2 separate regions of the Sus scrofa genome follow, and region 1 is linked to region 2. A link is a contact called in public promoter capture Hi-C data. All regions are on one chromosome and are shown on one strand. The core of a region is the stretch at or near the end of the contact, and the rest is flanking DNA. Distances in the headings are between cores, read along the strand shown. Region 1 holds the start of CAMKV (caM kinase-like vesicle-associated protein). Region 2 holds the start of BSN (protein bassoon).

Region 1 (5,927 bases), core at 1,634-4,133, 290 kb before region 2:
TGAGGGGTCACTGCACCATGGCTTGCAGGGAAGGTTGTTTAAACATCTGTTATTTAAATTTCCCTGTGCCTTAGAGCTCAAAAGCCACGTCCTCCTGCACTCTTGGGTTCTGCCTTTCAATCCCAGAGGAGTGGATTATCACCCTCATCCTCCCCCAGCTTCCTCTAGACTGGGGTTCTCAGCACCATGACTGCTTTCCTTTGGGATCAGGCATGAGGACAGGGAGAAGGTACCAGCTCCTTTAAACATGGTGCGGCCTCCATGGAGTAGGTGCACCCTGGCCAGGAGAGACTTCCAGGGAATCAGGAAGTTAGGATTTATAGGGAGGAGAGGTAAACGGAGTGCTGTGTATAGAGGGTGCAGCCTTCCTCCTGGGGGGCTTTGGTTTCCCATCAGGACCAAGAGAGGGCTGATCACGAGATCTCGGAAGCCTGCCTTTTCCCTGGCTGTGCTCCTACCTGGAGTGCCTTCCCTCCCCAAATTTAAATGCAGGCTCTGGGACAGAAGCCTCTGGACAGTAGACAGGAATGAACCTCTAGGAAACAGGCACTGATTTTGGCTCCACTATTAAGTGATTGGCTGCATTGGGAGCCTTTTTTCCTTTCTTTCTTTCTTTCTTTCTTTTTTTTTTTTTTTTTTTGGCTTTTTTCCTTTTGTAGGGCCGCTTCCTGTGGCATATGGAGGTTCCCAGGCTAGGGGTGTAATCAGAGCTGTAGTTGCCGGCCACAGCCACAGCCACAGCCCACAGCCACAGCCACACCAGATCCGAGCCGCATCTGCAAACCACACCACAGCTCACGGCAACGCCGGATCCTTAACCCACTGAGCAAGGCCAGAGATCAAACCCGCGACTTCATGGTTCCTAGTCGGATTCGTTAACCACTGTGCCACGACGGGAACTCCAGGGACACTTTTTTTAAGGCTGAACCTCAGCATATGGAAGTTCCCAGGCTAGGACTCGAGTTGAAACTACAGCTGCCAGCCACAGCCACAGCAACGCCGGATTTGAGCAGTATCTGCGACCTACACTGCAGCTCATGGCAATGCTGGATCCTTAACCCACTGACTGAGGCCAGGGATCGAACACGAGTCCTCATGGATACTAGTCTGGTTTGTTACCACTGAGCCACACACGGGAACTCCTGCATTGGAAGCCTTTTAAGACTCCTTTTGATGCTAGATTTTTGGAGATGTTCAGAGTCTTCCCAGAGTACAGGGAGGGGAAGGTGGGTAGATTGGAAGAGTGCAGAGCCAGGGACTTGACAGAGCTGACCCCTGAGAACACAGCAGAGGGGAGCCACTTTGGATAATCAGGTCTGGGAAACTTGGTCACGGAGCTCTCGGTAGAATGGAGCCTTTCTGTGCCTCTCCTCCTGCTGCCCTTCCTACCGACCGTCCTCAAAGCCTCCTTGGTGGGAGGATTCCAGCCTTATCTTTTTCCACTGGGAAAGAGGGTTTCTCAGAGTGAAGTAACTGTCCCCATCTCCTCAAATCTGACTCCACAGGGGTTGGGACCTTCCCCCCAAGCCCGCCCAGAGGGGGTCAGATGAAGTGTGAAGGGAGGCAGTGCTGGAACCTGCCATCACAGAGGCGCCTCTGATAGCCTAACCCTCAGACCAAGCTCTTTCTAGTTGCTTGTTGGCCCCTCCATCCCAGACAGCCCTCAGCCTGGGGAATGGGCTCAGCCCGGGGGGAGGGGCTCTCCAAGTTGCCATGGTAACATGTTGGCCCTCCTCACTGAATCAGAAATAGAATTGGATGCCCTTCTTCCTGGTGAGAGACTATTTAAAAACATGTTGGGGGGAGGGGTACAGGGGCAATGTCCTTGCCTGATCTGGGACAGGGTGCTGGGTAGAAAGGGTGCAGCCTGGGAGCCTCTCTAACTGCCCTGCTGCCCCTCCCCTCAGCTGGGTGGAATGAAGTGGGCTTTGGCCAGCCAAGAATTATGAGAAGAAAGGACTCAGCCTGCTCCAACAGGGTATGTAACTAGCCCTTACTGAGCACCTCTGGGTTCCTGGAGGGCACTGGCTTAGTGGTATGGACAGGAAAAGTGCCCCCTCCCAGGCCTGAGCCACCTGCTAAGCTATTGGGAGGCGGGAGGTCCACACGTGGGATATAGCTTGGGTGGGGGCTTGGGGCTGCAGCACTCAGAAGGGAGGCATGTTGGCACCCAGTGGTGGCACCATAGGTCCAGAGCCTGGTAGTCTGGTTTCAGATTCTGGCTCTACAACTCACTAGCTGTGACTTCTCTCTCCTCTCTGGGCCTTGATTTCCTCATTCGTAAAATAAGGATGCCAGCACCTAGCCCTTTGAAGTGCTGTGAGGCAGAGTTACAGTACTCAGTACTGCAGGACACAGAGGAAGGGCCCAGCTGATAGCAGTCACGGTTCTTATTGCTATAAGGGGTGTTAGCTTCTCAGGTGGGAAGAGCCTTCTCCACTCTCCAGACTGCCTTCTTTGCTCCTTCCTTCATGGGCCACACCCTTCTCAGGCCAGCCCCGGGCAAAGAGAATTATGCCTCACTTCTGCAGGAGGTAGGAGATGGCTCAGTGGTCTGCCAGGCAGTGGCTTTCAGGCCCTCCCTCCATGCCTCCCCAGTCTTCCCAGGTGCAGCCCAGCTCAGGGGCTGCGCAGGCACCAGAGGCTGCTACTAGTATCTCTTCTGTGAGGAAAAACAAAACAAAAATCACCAACAGTTTGCTAGGGGCCAGAGATTAATAAAGTTAACAGTGTTCAGCAAGTATGTGTGTGTGAATGCACACAAACGGGCAGGCCACAGACCCTTGGGCTCTGCTACCTTCCTTGGCCATAGCATGTGGTGAGCAACAGTATCTAGAAACATCTGTCCCCATTCCTAAGGGAAGGCAGCATCTGGAGAAGGGGGGAGGGTCCCAGGAGGCCTGAGACAGGGCTGAGTCAGGCTTTGCCCAGTGCGGAGTCAGGAAGGTGCAGATGAAGCGCAGCGCTAGCCTTGGTCCCTGGTCACATCACTTCACACCCCACGGCCAACTGTAAGTACTATTTTTAACTTCTGTGAAAACACATTGCTTCAGAGGACAAGCCTACAGCTGCATTTGCCATGAACCTGTTTCCTGGGTGGAAAGACTGAGGCCTGAAAGGCTAGCCATGGGGGACAGAGGGAGGAGGCCCAGAGATCCTAGCTGGGAGAGGGAGGAAGGTCTGACCACCACCCCCCATCAGAACCTCTAGACCCAGGCCTGTGGCAATGGGTGGTTCCCCAAAGAGGCCTGTCTTCTGTGGCAGGGCACATCTGGGCCTGGGCTGGTAGTCCAGGCAGGTCCTGCCGCTCCTGACCCTCTGCTTGCCCATCTAAGAAAAGGTTGGAACTGCTCACCTGGTCTGATATCTTACTTTCCTGTGTTCCTACCCAAGTCCAGTGCTTTGTCCTCACTGTATATGAACCTGTGTACCCAGTCCTGCAACCACCATATGCCCACTGTGTAACCAGCCCTGTGCCCACTGCCTGGACAGCCCTTTAAGCGCTGTGTCCCTACTCTGCCTCATCCTGTAATTGCTACTTGGCCACCTGGCATCTACCATGACCTAGCCCTCTACCCTGTGCTCTGCCCTCCTTCTGGCCAAGGTGAAGTTGGCACAATGTCACAAGAGCTAGAACATTCTGACTTGAGGATTCTGAGCAGAGGCCTACCCCCCCCATGTCGTCCCCATCCCCACCTCTGTGGGATACTGGTCCTGGGCCTCAAGGACATGTGGCTCTGGGGAGGGGGCTCTCTGAGGCACAGGCAGAGGAGAACCATCTGGAGCAGAAAGACTGCCAAGGAGCTGGTGTCCCTGGATCGGGAGCTGGGGAACATGGGGGAAGGGAGTTAGGGCCTGAGCCTGGGCCCCTCACCCACTTCTGCTCCTCAGGACTGAGATGTGAAAAGGCTTTGCCCTTCCGACAAGGGCCTCATGTCACACACTTGGGACTGCCTTCCTGAGTCAGGGCTTAAGTCTCAAGTTGCCAGATGGGCGATGGGGAGAAAGAGCCAAGTCTGGCATCTGTGGTAAACTGAGAACCCAGGGGTTTCCTCAGCATTGCCCCTGCCTACCTTTCTCCCTTGGCCTTATACATGCTCCCATCTCAGGAGCACTACCCTCACTTTAGGGCTGGCCTAGGCAGATGGTCACCTGGCTGGCAAGGAAAGAGGAGGCCAATCTAGGGCTGGCAGACTTCACCAGGGTGCCTTGGCCTTTCTGTGTCCCAAGATTCCCTGGGCAGGCCCCCATTCCTTAGGGGGGCGGGGCCCCTGGTTTCCCACACTCTCTCACCCTCCCCCAGGTCACTGGGGGCTGTGATGTGTGGAGTTGCCATGGCAACAAAGTGGGGGCAGGGCACCTAGGGCATGGAGCAGGACTATGGAAGTCACCAAGAAAGTGGGGGGCCCTGATCCATCGGGCCCCCAGGGCCACCCCTTGGCTGGCAGCCAGCAGCTGGGGGGTGGCCTTAGAGGATCCCAGGGAACATGGATAAACTCAGGATCTGTATACTTGAGGCAGGGGGTGTCATTGTCCACCGAGGCCATCACCGATGGGGCATATGGCCCAGCCTCCCAGGCCCACACCCCTGAGCCCAATCACCAGCATCTCCGGGACGCTGCTGAGGTTAGCTCCCAATGTGGCTGTGAGCGGGCCTCCCAGGATGTCCTGAGACTCTCCTCCACTAGCCCGTTTCCAAGCCCCATCGTGGGAGCTCAAACTCATCTCGTCATGGAGAACAGGACCCTGACCCTACCCGTGTGCACGCGTGGTGATGGTACCAGTGACATGGCCCAGCATGGACTCTGCTGCTCCCGGCTTCAGGTGCAGGTTTCGGGGGAGGGCAAGGCTCCAGCTAAGGTCCTAGTGGGCTGGGGCAAAGGCCCCTGCAGCCCTGACCAGATAGCCCCGTTGGGCATTAGGAAGAGCCGATGGCTACCCTATTTTCTTTCAGGGGAGGATGGCTCAGCTGCAACCCAAGGTCCTCTTCCACCTCTAGCCCAAAATCAGGGTCAGGGCAAGTGCCCATGTCCGGCTCAGGCTCCTCCAACTCCAACTCAGGCAAATACTCCAGCTCTGGATACAACCCCAACATCAGCAGCAGTTGAAACTTACACCTGCAACCTTGACCGCTTGACTGATACCAATACTGTCACCAAGGGCCTGTCCCAAGACCTCTTAGCCAAGAAATGTGACAACCAATGGCCGATCCACATAGAGTCTTCCAAAGGAGTCACATCCTGCCAGAACAAAGAGAACTCCTATTCTCAGGATGAGCCTCCCACCACAGTACCCATTCTGGAAGAGTTCCCAGCCCAGGTCCAGGAGCTTGAGGTTGCCAGAAGGCCAGTGTTACCCAAGCAGCCTGAACACCAAGTGGAGAAGCCCCTGGCCTGTACCTCCAGGCCAGGCAGCCCCAAAGCAGGCTCAGAGCCCCCAGGAACCCCTAAGTCCCAGAGGGTTGACCACAATATCCGTGGCTCTCAGCCAGGTCAGCAGCCCCTCAATGTTTGCAACAACACCTGCTCCAATGTGCCGCTGTCTGCCTATCAAGTAAATAGCCAAAAGCAGTCCTCAGTACAGTCTCCCAGGGAAGCCATGCAGGTACCCCCCTCCAGTGCCCCTACCTGCCAGCTTCGGGATGCTGTGGAAGACCGTGTGCTGGTGTTTGATATGGCCACAGGCAACACCAGGATGGGGCTGCTGTGCCATGACCCCATGGGCTCACGGGCCGTGCTGGTGGGCCTCGTGCCCAGCCACCCATCCCTCTATGCCTCTGAAAATATGCTGTCCACCCGGCTGTTGCCCATGCCCATCTTCTCTCCTGACAGCAATCGCTCCAGCTTCTGGTCCACCGCGCCCATGGTGTCTAGTCCTGTGCCCTCCAGCCTTTCATCTGGAAGCTACCGAGAGGTGGCCCTCGTTCC
Region 2 (6,126 bases), core at 2,054-4,553:
ACCTATTTGACACTTCTCATGCACTGAGCTACCTACAGTGTCACTCCTAGGATCCTTCCATGACTTTGTTCTCAGAGCTCTTCAAGAGCTCTACGACCAACCAGACTGTGAGGTGCTAGAGGACAGCAGAGCGTCGTATATCCTTCCAGGCTCTTCACAAAGCCCAGTACAGTGCTTGCTCTTGATACAGTAAATACAACTTGGTTGACTAACTAAACATCAATTTGCAAATGTTAAAGCTCTGCAACTCCACAGAGCTGATGTAGACTAAACAGGCTGCTACTGGTCTATGTGGCTTCTTTGTGCAATTTTTTTTTAAAGGTGCTTTCCGGGGGTACTGATCAAGTTTCTCCTGAACTGGTGATGTGTCTACAGGTAAAGTCCCAGCAACTTGGGACCTTCATTGTACATTAAGCATACCTCTGTAAAAATAAGTGGATGAATGAGCGAAAGGTACCCCCTTCCTGTAGGCAGACACAGCCCATACCAAGGCACATACTGCAAAGCCAGAGATAAGAGTTCAGCCTTCCCTGACCTGGCATTCCTTGGGAAATGCACAACCTATATAAGTGTTCATATGACCCTGAGACCAGAAGCAGAGAGCACTGCCTTAAGGAAATCTCTGATGCCCCAAGTGCCACATCATCCAAACAGCACTAGGTTAAGAGGCAGCACTATGGGTGTGGTGACACTGCTACTCACAGGATTCGAGCTCTTCAGCCACAAATGCTGGAGCTGCCCCCTCAGAGAGCCCAAATCAGCTCACAATGAAAATGAAGATACTAATTCAGCCTGGGGTGACAAGGGGTAATACAGCAACAGGAAAGAGCCAGGAATTGATTCCCCCAGAACCTCAGTTCCATTCCCATCAGGGGTTAGTAAAACAATTTCCACCTTATCTGACCTTCTACCTACCTCAATTCACAATATAATTCCCCCAAATTCACAAGCCAGCTTGAAATTATGCCAACGCTCTTTCCTGAATACCCAGAAGCACATGCCACAGGGCTTTTTCTCCATCAATGGGCCAATCTGTTCAGCAGCGTCTCAGAACAGAACATGCTAAATTTGGCATCAGGTACCTGAGACACTCTGGTGAGAGGAAGTAGAGTCATTCTGATGCTGAAGGAGAAACATACCATGGAGGTACAGCTCAGCTGAGGTGATGTGACAAGCTGAATATCAGCTAAAAGAATAAATTCCATCTCCTACGAGCCCCCAATCCTGAGCTTTGGTGAAAAATAGCCAGCTCACCACCTGCGCTTAACAACTGTAGGACCTTAGCACCACAGCCCATGTGTGTGTCTTGCCCACAGCCAGGAGCAAGATTATATGACTGCTAAATACAGCAGGAGATCATGGTTCCTTAACCCACTGTAGTTTGTGGGTCTACCCTGTAGCAAAACATATAGACAGGGAAGAAATGAAATACTGGGAAGGAATATGAGTAGGCACTAACCACTTTCTGTCCCTTTGAGCTGCCCAAGTCTTTCCAAAATCTCACATGCTTGGCTCTGCAACATCAGATAAACACCAAGCACAGCAGCCTGTTTGGTTACCAGAAGAGAAACACTGGATTCCCCATATAGAAAACTCCTAATAACAAGGTGTTTTTCCACTCTGCTGTAGATGCTTTCCCTTGGAAGGAAAGCTCTAAAGCCTAAGTGAGCCTTCCTCAAGCTAAAACTCAAAGAGCAGCTCAATGCGCAGCAAAATGGACAGTATTTGCAGTACTAAGAACGGTGTGCTAACAAACACAGATAGCTATTAGCATTACCATAATAGCTAATATAAAATGGGTAAATCCCCCTTCCAAAAGAGATGTTCACAGGCTGGCCTGTCTGTGGCAGGTTTCAGGCTACTAAGACCCTTTCATTTCTGTTAGTTGTCTAAGAAATGACTTCTGAGGAAATAAACCCGTAAGAGGCACAGCTGGGCAGCTGAAGAATAAAAAATTATGCTCCCTCACAGTTTATGTGCCCCCACATAGAAAAGCCAAGGCAACATTATCAGCAGACTCATATGGACTCAGAAGCACCCCTGGGTTTTGCTACTTCCCAGCTCTATTTGGTGTAAAGACAGTGCTTCCATTTTATCTTGTCTCTTGGTAGCTTTCCTGAGTGTTCAGTCTACTAATTTATTATAGATTGCCATTTTCTTCCTCTGCATTTCCTTTCCACTTGATTGTTTATACAACCTCAACTGGCATACATTTTAAACAAGCTGGTTTTAGAGTATTTGATCAGATATGTCTGTTTAAAGCATTCCACTGATTTGAGTGGTAACCTAAGTCATAAGACAACATGAACATACTCGGTTCTAGATGATTCAACAGCATTTTTGCTTCACCCCAAAGTGTTTCACTAAACCATGATGAAAGCACATGACCCTGTTACTATTGTTGAGCCTAAATAAGTACCTTGTGGTGTCCAGTACCACTTTCCCTTCCTCCAAAGATGATTTTGACTACTAAATGCCTGAGGAAAGCGTATGACCAAGTTCATGGTTCAACTATTTCCATATCTTTCTGCTCCTCGCAGTGACACTTATCTTCCCTGACAGCCACTCCCATTGTGCTCTTTCCTTGGCCCAACACAATGGACAAATGCAGACACAAGCAGACAGGGAAGACGTTTTCCATCCCACTGCTTCCCAGTGCAGAAGAACCAGGCTGAGGTTACATAAGCCCCTCCTTAGCCTGGCACTGGGGGAAAGCGAATTTGGGGTTCGTGACGGAGTCACGGTCTGCAGGCCCAGACTGACCCTGCGCTCACCATCCTGCTTTACTAAGGCAGGACGGCTGTAATGGAAGGGATGCTTCTCGCGACTGACCACTCGGCTCACGTCAGTCCGACTGGGCTCAAAGTGTAGCTGGACGTCCGATCTCGCTGTCCAGACTAGACTGCAGGGTCGTGGGCCCCAGCTTCGGCCTCAGGCTGCAGTTCCCGCCCCCGGGCGCCTTGCCCTGCGCTTACCTGCCCGGGCCAGGGCCGGGGCCGGGGCCGGGGCCGGGGCCTGGACCCGGTGGTCCGGCGGTAGCCCGTGCCCCGCCTGCTGCCAAGAGCTGTCCGCCGCCAGCCGGTGCTGAAGGCGGCTTCCCTACCCCGGGGCCCGGGCCGGGGCCGGGGCCGGAGCCTCCGGGCGGCAGCGGCCCTTCGCCAACGCCGCCCTCCAGGCTGGCCTCGTTGCCCATGGCGGGCAGACGGGCGGGGCCGAGGTCGCACTGGGCCCGGGCCGGCGGCTCCCGGGCAGCTGCTCACACGCTCCGCGCCGCCGCCGCCGCCGCCGCCATCTCCCAGCTCGGCTCGCGCCGCCGCCTGCCGCTGCGCATGCGCGGCCCTCGTGCCTCTTCCCTGTACACACCCCCACCCCACGCACGCGCGCGCTCCCTCCTGCTGGTGAGGACGCGTGTCCAAGAGCCCCCGGCGGAGTGGCGGGGAAACAGCCGCCTTGGCCCGCGCATGCGCCTTCCGGGGCCGCCAAAGCCGGCGTTCGCTATCCGGGGCCCAGCAAGTGTCGGCAGGAGCATCCGATCAAACCAGGATTGGAGAGACACAGACCACGAGAAAGGGCTGTGAGGGCGACCCGCCGTACCCTGCCCTGGAGTCAGTGACGCTTACTGCCTCAGAGAACTCAGGAATGGGAGCTCTCATTTGGGTAACTTCAGGGTCCCAACTGGCAGACTTCGTGGGAACAGGCCTCAGAGAGGGGTCACTGAGTGTAGCATCAAAGGATGTTTAGGAGTTGGAGAAATAAATGAACAAGTGTGTTCAGAGGCGCATTGTCATGGAAGGACTGAGATAAAGGATGCTGGGTGATGGGACTGGTTATGAGGGTCTCAAAGGGATTGAAGACTTTATCCAGATGTCGCCATGGGAACCATCTGGGTTTCATGCTGAGCCCTTGTCCCAGGGGAAGGAGTTTCAGGAAGTGTCCCTGGGAAAGGTGGAGGGTGTGTCAGGGCTGGCCTGAAGCCAGATGGAAGGTTGCCTCAGCAGGCCCTGGGACAGTGACCTTGAGGATGAGGAAAAGGAGTTGATGTTTCTTAGAGTCCTTGGGCTGTGGTTCCCAGGGACTGTCTAGACGAGGGGCTGCAGGCTGCCTCTGCATTAACCTGAGAGCTCACCAAATTATTTTTCCATTACCTCAGTTTACAGACTTCGGTGTCTGCATACTACTCTGCCTCCTGGCTTCTTACACAAACCTGTACTTTCCTGAGAGAGAATACTTCTTAGAAGATCCAGACTATACTCCAAACTTCCTGGCTTCATAAATCATGGCTGTGTACGAGTTCCTGTCATGGCACAGCAGAAACGAATCCGACTAGGAACCATGAGGTTGCGGGTTCAATCCTGGCCTCGCTCAGTAGGTTAAGGATCTGGTGTTGCCATAAGCTGTATTGTAGGTCGCAGATGTGGTTCAGCTGTGGCATAGGCCGGAGGCAACAGCTCCAATTAGATCCCTAGCCTGGGAACCTCCATATGCCACGGGTGCATCCCTATAAGGACAATCAATCAATCAATCAATCATGGCTGTGAAGAAGAACTTGAGTAAACTTGGACCTATTTTACAAACCCATTTAATTCTGCTAATGATGAAGAATAAATCAAATGTGATGTCAGCATTTCTAACCTGACCTGGAATAACTCAGAAAACCCAATGAACACTGATAACCAGGCTGATGGACAGACTTTGGCTGGGCCTTCCCATGCATTCTTATCTGCTCCCTCAACCTCTGGGATGGAGCTCCTGAAGCTTGGATCCCTGAATTGACTGACTCTGCTGCCTGGGATGATGAGAGCCTCTCTGCCTGTGTTATGATGGTCTTCACTGTGTTTCCTCCTGTGTTTGAATCATCTTTGTATCTGGTGCTCATCTAGGCTCTACAAGGATCCATGTTTCAGCTGTGCCACTTCCCAAATGGGATCTTAGCAACTGACTTAGGCTCACAAAGCCTCCATTTCCTAGCCTGCAAAGTTAGAATAATAGTAGTTCTCATTGTAGCTCAGTAGGTTCAGAATCCAACATGTGTCCATGAGGATGCAAATTCAATCCCTGGCCTCTATCAGGGGGTTAAAGATCCAACATCACCACAAGCCACAGCATAGGTCGAAGATAAGGCTTGCTGTGGCGTAGGCCAGCAGCTACAGCTCCAATTCAACCTGTAGCCCTGGGAACTTCCATATGCCACGGGTGCAGACATTAAAAAAAAAAAAAAAAGGTTATAATATTAGCCTCTCTTAACTGGGTGGGGGTGTGTGTTTGGTTGTGAGAGTGGAGTGGCTAATGTAAGTAAAACATACCAACAAGTGCCTGGCATACACATGACCAACTTTTTTTTTTCTTCTTTTTTTAGAGCCACACCCACAGCAAATGGAAGTTTCCAGGCTAGGGGTTGAATCAGAGCTGCAGCTGCTGGCCTACACCACAGCCACGGCCATGCCAGATCCGAGCCATGTCTGCAACCTACACCACAGTATATGTCAACACCAGATCCTTAACCTACTGAGCAAGGCCAGGGATTGAACCTGCATCTTCATGGATATTAGTCAGATTCATTTGCACTGAGCCACGACAGGAACTCTGTCACATGATCAACTTTATTATTAATTGGTTCTCTGGTGGGTGATCTTGAGGTAGGAGGTAGATGAGCCCCTGGGCTGAAAACAGCTGGGACTTGTTAAGCCAAGTAGATTGGGCCTTGCCTCTCTAACACCTCAAGAAGAAAGTTAAGAGCTGGAGCTGAGCTCTACTAGAGTAGAAAGATAAGATTGACCACTTCATTCGATCCTGGTGTCAAGAAGAGCTCCCCAATAACCCATGCACAGTAAGACCCCTAAGGATCAAAAAAAGGAGGGGGCACCAGACCATAATTAAGCCCTGATACTGTCCCAGCATCCCTTGCTCTGGAATCCGTCTTTGCCAAAAGATGTACATGCATTAAGGGGAGGGGCCTGTGTCCAGTCAGGTGTGAGAAATAAAACAAGATATATGGCCAAAGGTAAACAAACACCCAGAAGTACTGTCCTGTATAAGTGAGTTAAATCACCTCTCTAGTGCACTGCTCACTCGGGGACAGCCGCGCCTGCACTCCCCTTCAGGTGTGTATTATTTCTTTGCTTCTGA

Evidence for each region. Promoter capture Hi-C pulls out the DNA fragments that hold promoters and counts their contacts.
Region 1: a contact with region 2 is called in a promoter capture Hi-C map of fetal liver, with 3 times the contacts expected there. The contact joins the promoter of CAMKV here to the promoter of BSN in region 2.

What each region holds. Positions count from the first base shown.
Region 1 is chr13:32,398,436-32,404,362 of Sscrofa11.1, reverse strand. CAMKV (caM kinase-like vesicle-associated protein) reads left to right here and starts at 2,883. Exons shown (of 10, transcript XR_002337521.1): 1 at 2,883-5,927. MST1R (macrophage-stimulating protein receptor) reads left to right here. Exons shown (of 19, transcript XR_002337520.1): 19 at 1,908-2,740.
Region 2 is chr13:32,104,144-32,110,269 of Sscrofa11.1, reverse strand. It overlaps BSN (protein bassoon), which reads right to left and starts at 3,303. Exons shown (of 12, transcript XM_021068762.1): 1 at 2,976-3,303. The coding sequence starts at 3,193.